2 separate regions of the Ovis aries genome follow, and region 1 is linked to region 2. Evidence: chromatin contacts called from public Hi-C data. All regions are on one chromosome and are shown on one strand. Each heading gives the region's core, a stretch centred on a gene start, on an enhancer-like site or on the middle of the called end of the contact. The rest is flanking DNA. Distances are from core to core; before and after follow the strand shown.

The links. Hi-C and Micro-C count contacts between places; a contact is called where the count stands out from the background.
Region 1: a Hi-C map of tail adipose tissue shows a contact between it and region 2, with 5 times the contacts expected there. The contact joins the promoter of CD9 here to the enhancer-like site in region 2. A contact is called at or near these places in 11 of 16 Hi-C or Micro-C datasets (blood, hypothalamus, liver and 4 more).

The regions. Positions count from the first base shown.
Region 1 is chr3:209,987,897-209,990,849 of ARS-UI_Ramb_v3.0, forward strand. It overlaps CD9 (CD9 molecule), which reads right to left and starts at 1,540. Exons shown (of 8, transcript NM_001114764.1): 1 at 1,334-1,540. The coding sequence starts at 1,399. It overlaps LOC132659636 (a long non-coding RNA gene), which reads right to left and starts at 936. Exons shown (of 2, transcript XR_009600296.1): 1 at 1-936.
Region 2 is chr3:209,912,812-209,915,911 of ARS-UI_Ramb_v3.0, forward strand. It overlaps LOC132659635 (a long non-coding RNA gene), which reads right to left. Exons shown (of 3, transcript XR_009600295.1): 3 at 253-3,100. Among named protein-coding and RNA genes, the nearest start is that of PLEKHG6, 25 kb to the left of the region's middle. Within about 2 kb of position 1,605, at least 40 of the 54 cell types and tissues checked have an H3K27ac peak or open chromatin away from gene starts, as enhancers often do. A contact at or near this core is called in hypothalamus, liver and tail adipose tissue, where this site is marked.

The DNA of each region.
Region 1 (2,953 bases), core at 290-2,789, 75 kb after region 2:
CGTCTATGCTCCACCTTCACTAGGGCAGGTGTTTGGTGTGATGACTTGAACAAGGGCAGGTCCATCTCATACCCTGTCAGCTCCAGGGAGAGGAGCAAATCTTGTGAGACTTTCCCCTGGGGCTCATGGGGAAACAGATCCGAGTGAATAAGTAGTTTTGTTACAAGCCTCCTGTGGCATGCCCCTGCTTCTATAGCCATCTCTCTCTGGAGAGCGGCACAGGGTCTGCCTTTCCAAATGCCTTCCTAATGGCAAAGGGGAAAAACCGTCCACCTGTGAGCGGGGGAAGTGACCCTGGAACTAGGACACCAAGTCCCCTACCCCTTGCCTCTGTCTCTGGGGGGCCCCTTAATCCCCCTAGGGAGGGCTCCGAGGGGCCTCTCCCCTTCCCCGCTGCCCGCCTCAGGCTGCCGTAGGCTGAGAAGCTGCCAGTAGCCGGCAGCGGGAGTCCTGGAACTCCCAGGCCTGCGTCCTCCCCAGGTGACAGTCCGCTCCCGGTGGCCCCACCCGGCTTCTGGGTGGGCTGGCGGGGGAGGAGGTGGGGTGGCCACCTGATCCCTCCCGGAAATGGAGAAACACGGGACTCATCCCACGCGGGCGCCGATAAGCATCGGCCCCAACTCTCCCCAACTGCCTCGGAGTTCTCTCCAGTCCAGATACTTATCGCCCTTTGGGGAAAAAAAAAATCAAGACAAGCTAGTCTTTCAGGTAGTTTCGAGGGAGCTCGGACTTTCTCACGCCGGCTCAGAATCAGTCTGAGAGGTCGGGGATGCAGGAGGGACCCCGACTTTCATTCACGAATGGGGTCCCGGGATGCCGACATCCGCGGTTGGGGCGTCCCTTCCCCTCCCGTGCAAACGTGCCAACAGCTCTTGGCTGAGCGTCCCTGGCGAGTCATTAGTCCCTTTTTGCGTCCGCATCCTTCCCCTCCTCGCGGCCCCGGATACTCGGGGGACCCCGCCCGGGTCACGAGCCGCACAGTCCGCCACAGCCTCCCACGATCAGGGCCTTAAGTCCCCAGCAGAGGGGTGCTCTGATTCTTCCTCCTGCACTCTGAGGGGCTCGGGGTGGGAGCATACACCAACTCCAACCGCAGCTCATCAGGGCTCTTCAGCCGCCCGCCTCGCTTCGGACGCGCCCCGGATCAACCCGCCCGCCCCGCCCGTCTCGACTCGGGCCGAGGAGTTAGCTGGCGGCCGCAGAGCCCTCTCCTCCCCGCCAGGAGTCTTCCCCGCGCAGGCGGGGCGAGTGCCCGGCAAAACCGATCGCGGACTGAGTGCGCCGGGCGGACAGGTGGACCCCGAGAGGCGCGCGCGGCCGTCCACTCACTCACCCAGAAGATGAAGTTAAATCCGAAGAGCAGGTATTTGATGCACTTGGTGCCTCCTTTGACCGGCATGATGCGAGCTAGAGTGGCCTGGGTTGGACAGATGTGAAACGGGGCCGCGTGAGGCCGGGACGGGCGGGACCGGGCTGTGGACTGAGGTGCGCGCGGCTGCTGGCTGGCCTCGGGGCTGCACTTTTAAAAAGTGCCACTCCTCGGGCGCGCGACGCCGCGGTGCGCATGTGCCGGGTCCCGGCCCCGCCCCGCCCACGCCCCGCAGGCCCCGCCCCCGGCCCACCTGCCACGCCCCGCCCAGGTCCGGGGGCCCGCGGCTCGTCCCGCCTCTGTCTCAGTGCTCCCCACCTAGTTGGCCGGACCTGACTTCCCGCCTTGCCTTCCCTTTTCTCCCAACCGTCCTGGAGTCTTTCTAGGCCGTCATCCTTGGCCGATTTCATCCTGGAATTATGTGAAGGCCTCACTCCTCTCGGTTCTCTCCTGGATTCTGCCCCTCCCGAGCCCTCTGCCCTAGGGAGAACTTCCCCGGTGGGTGGTGAGGGCAGAGGCCCCTTACCCAAGGTGGCGCGCAGAATGAGGGCTCTTCTTGCTTGGGGCCCGATTTGAAGAGAAACTGCCCTGTTTCTGTCTCCCTGGGGTGGCTCCTTGTACACTTTAACTCTGAAGCACACTCTTCACTCGGCACATGGAGGCTTGCCTTCCGGATGGGAGGATTCGTAGGGGCTTATGGAAGTAATCCTGAAATACCATCAATGAATAGTGATAGGTCTGAGAGCTGGACAATGTGGGGTTGCTTCCTGGATCTGTGGTTTAGATGCCCCAGAGAAGAAAAAGGCTGTAGCCTGGCTTCTGTTCTTGCCTCTTCTCCTCATCACCCTCCTTCTTGCCCTTGCCACTGCCCACTGTCACATCTTTGAGCTCCTGTGCCAGAGTTCTTAGGGTGTTTCTCCTCTGCTCCAAAATGTCCAGCAAATGACAAATGTTGGTTAGGATGTGGAGAAAAGGGAACCCTCCTCGATTGTTGGGCTGTGCTTAGTCACTCAGTTGTATCCAACTCTTTGCGACCCCATAGACTGCAGCCCACCAGGCGCCTCTGTCCATGGGATTATCCGGGCAAGAATACTGGCATGGGTTGCCATGCTCTCCTCCAGGGGATCTTCCCAACCCTGGGATTGAACCCAGGTGTCCCGCATTGCAGGCAGATTCTTTACCATCTGAGCCACCGGGGAAGCCCCCAAAACTGTTGAGAGGGAATACAAATTGATACAACCATTATGGAAAGCAGTATGGAGGTTCTTTAAAAAATTAAAAATAGAACTACGCAGCAATTCCACTCCTGGGTATTTGTCCAAAGAAAATGAAAACACTATTTGGAAATATATTTGCACCCCTATGTTCATTGTAACATTATTTCTAGCAGCCAAGATATGGAAACAACAGAAGTGTCCATCAATAGATGAATAGATAAAGAAAAAAAAATATATATGATGAAATATTACCCATAAAAAGAAGGAAAACTTGCAACCACATAGATGAACCTAGAGGGTATTTTGCTAAGTGAAATAAATCAGAGAGAGAAAGACAAATGGAATCCAAAAAAAAAAAAAAGTATAA
Region 2 (3,100 bases), core at 355-2,854:
AAAACTCTTCATTTTGTAAAATGAAAATTCTGTACCCATCAAACAACAACCTCCCATGTCCCCCTGCCCCCACCTCCTGCAGCCCTTGGCAACCAGCCTTCCATCTCCTTCTGTCTCTGTGGATTTGACCACTGTAGGGACCTCGTGTAAGTGGAATCATACAGCACATGTGTGTGACTGGCTTATTTCTGGGAACATTATGTCCTCAGGTTCATCTGTGTTAGCCTGAGTCAGAATTTTCATCACGGGGGAGGAAGAGGACCCGGATCAGAGGCCACGGTGATGGGTAAGTCTTTTGCATGGATGCCGCCTGGTAGAGTGAGTAGTTTCTGGGAAGAGCAAGCCTGGGGCCAGGAGCCCAGTCTTCAGGGAAGGAGGGGGAGTGGCCAAGAGGCTAGAGGATGACAGTAAGCGTTTACCTTTCCTGAGACTTTTCCTGTTAGCTGACCTGTAAAGGGTGGGGGGATAATCTCTCATTCCCCAATTGCTGTGGAATTAACGTGTTGCTTAAATAAGTGGTCTACAAATTGTCATTATACAGTGACCTAAGTCTTCCTTTCCTTCTCTGAGTTTGGGTGCATAATGGCACCTGCCTCCTCCAGGGTGGCTGTGAGTGTGAAATAAACGCATAAACTAAGCACAGAGTTGCTCAGTCGTGTCTGGCTCTTAATGACCCCATGGACTATACAGTCCATGGAATTTTCTAGGCCAGAATACTGGAGTGGGTAGCCTTTCCCTTCTCCAGGGGTTCTTCCCAACCCAGGGATCCAACCCAGGTCTCCCGCATTGCAGGCAGGTTCTTCACCAGCTGAGCCACCAGAAAACTGAGATCATGACATCTGGTCCCATCACTTCATGGCAAATAGATGGGGAAACAATGGAAACAGTGGTAGACTTTATTTTGGGGGGCTCCAAGGGGGCACCAAAATCACTGTAGACTGATTGCAGCCATGAAATTAAAAGACGCTTGCTCCTTGGAAGAAAAGTTACGACCAACCTAGATAGCATATTAAAAAGCAGAGACATTACTTTGCCAACAAAGGTCCGACTAGTCAAAGCTATGGTCTTTCCAGTAGTCATGTATGGACGTGAGAGTTGGACTATAAAGAAAGCTGAGCGCACAAGACGCACAAGAACTGATGTGAACTGTGGTGTTGAAGACTCTTGAGGGTCCCTTGCACTGCAAGGAGATCCAACCAGTCCATCCTAAAGGAGATCAGTCCTGAATATTCATTGGAAGGACTGATGCTGAAGCTGAAACTCCAATACTTTGGCCACCTGATGCAAAGAACTGACTCATTGGAAAAGACCCTGATGCTGGGAAAGATTGAGGGCAGGAGAAGGGGCGACAGAAGATGAGATGGCTGGATGGCATGACCGACTCAATGGATATGAGCTTGAGTAAATTCCGGGAGTTGGTGATGGACAGGGAGGCCTGGCGTGCTGCAGTCCATGGGGTCGCAAATAGTGGACACAACTGAGCGGCTGAACTGAACTGAACTGAGGCACAGAGGGCGTCTGGTGGAGCAGCCGAGGGAGAGGAGGGGCAGGGCAGGGGCTGGGAGTGGGCGGGGCCCAGGGCGCGGGGAGGGGCGCAGGGGCGGCAGGGCTTCCCGGTGGCCACGAGGGGGCGCCGCGGGGGCGGAGGGAGCGGGTCTCCGGGCGGGCGGGTGACTCACGGCGGCGGGAGGGAGGGAGGGAAGATGAGTCAGCCGTCCTCCGGCTTCCCGCTCCCGCCGCGCCCCGGCAGCCGCCCGGAGCTGACCCTAGGGAGGGGCCCCGGGGGCGCCGCCCTGCAAGCGGCAGGGCCCGGGCCTTCCCGAAGCGGGGGCGCCCTGAGTCTCGCTCTCAGCGTCTTCATCTTCGGGGCCGGGGCTTCGGGAGGAGACTCCGCGCTCGACCGGGGCTGATGATCCAGGGCGGCGGGTGCCAGCTTGGGAGCCGCAGAGGCGCTGCCCCTGGCTCGGGGTGGGCGGTGGTCTTGCCTGCGGGGCCAGAGGAGGGGGCTTCCCTGGGGAGCCGCTCCCGCCAGGCCGGTGGGGTCCGCTAAGATGCTCCGGGTGCGGTGGGCTGCAGGCGGCGGCGCAGAGAACAGGGTCACCCCGCCCTGCCGCCAAAGCCGCACGCAGTAAACCTACCCCGTTCCTTGGCGCGCAGGCTGTTTCCGCCTCTTCCCAACCTGGTGCCCGATGCCCGGTGCCCGGAGAGGGTCTGACTCAGACCTTGGGGGTCAGAGCTGCCCTAGACCTCGCGGAGCCTGGGCCCCGGCCTCGCGTGGGCGATCCAGCCCAGGCAGGGAGGTGACTTGTCCTAAGGCCCCAGAGGGGAGACCGAGCTCCTGAATCGGGACCTCCTACTCACCAGCCCGTGGAAAGTGCTTAAAATTGTTCCTGGCACCTAGTCTGCCATTATGTATAATAAATAATATATATGCCTAATAGCTCATCTTTGTGGGGTACTTACTGTGTGCCCCTGCGTGTTCTTCGTGGATTGCTTGATTCTCACAATTGCACTAAGACACAAACACTACTCTTATCCTCATATGGGGGCTGGGGAAACATGCTCAGAGAAGTTAGGTAACTTGCCCAAGATCACACAGCTAGGAAGCAGTGTGTGGGAGTTAAATCCAGACCTCTTGAATTCAGAGGCTGCATGCATGAGACTGACTTCAAATATTGGTGAGGTGCAGGTGTCAACACAAAAATTAACTGGCCCATCTAAGAAAGAAATGGGAGATTTTTATCTCCCATTTGGTGCCAAACTGAGGCGTTATATCCTGAGAACAGCCTCTCAGAAAGCTTTGAGAACTGTTTGGCCTGTTAGGGGCTTCCCTGGTGGCTCAGAGGGTAAAGTGTCTGCATGTAATGTGGGAGGCCTGGGTTCAATTCCTGGGTCGGGAAGATGCCTTGGAGAAAGAAATGGCAACCCACTCCAGTACTCTTGCCTGGAAAATCCCATGGACAGGAGACCTGGTAGGCTCTAGTCTGTGGGTTGCAAAGAGTCAGACACAACTGAGTGACTTCACTTCACTTGGCCTGTTAGAGGCCAACACGCGGTTGTGTAACAAGGTTTGAGAGAGGGGGCTGTACATTAAATGACA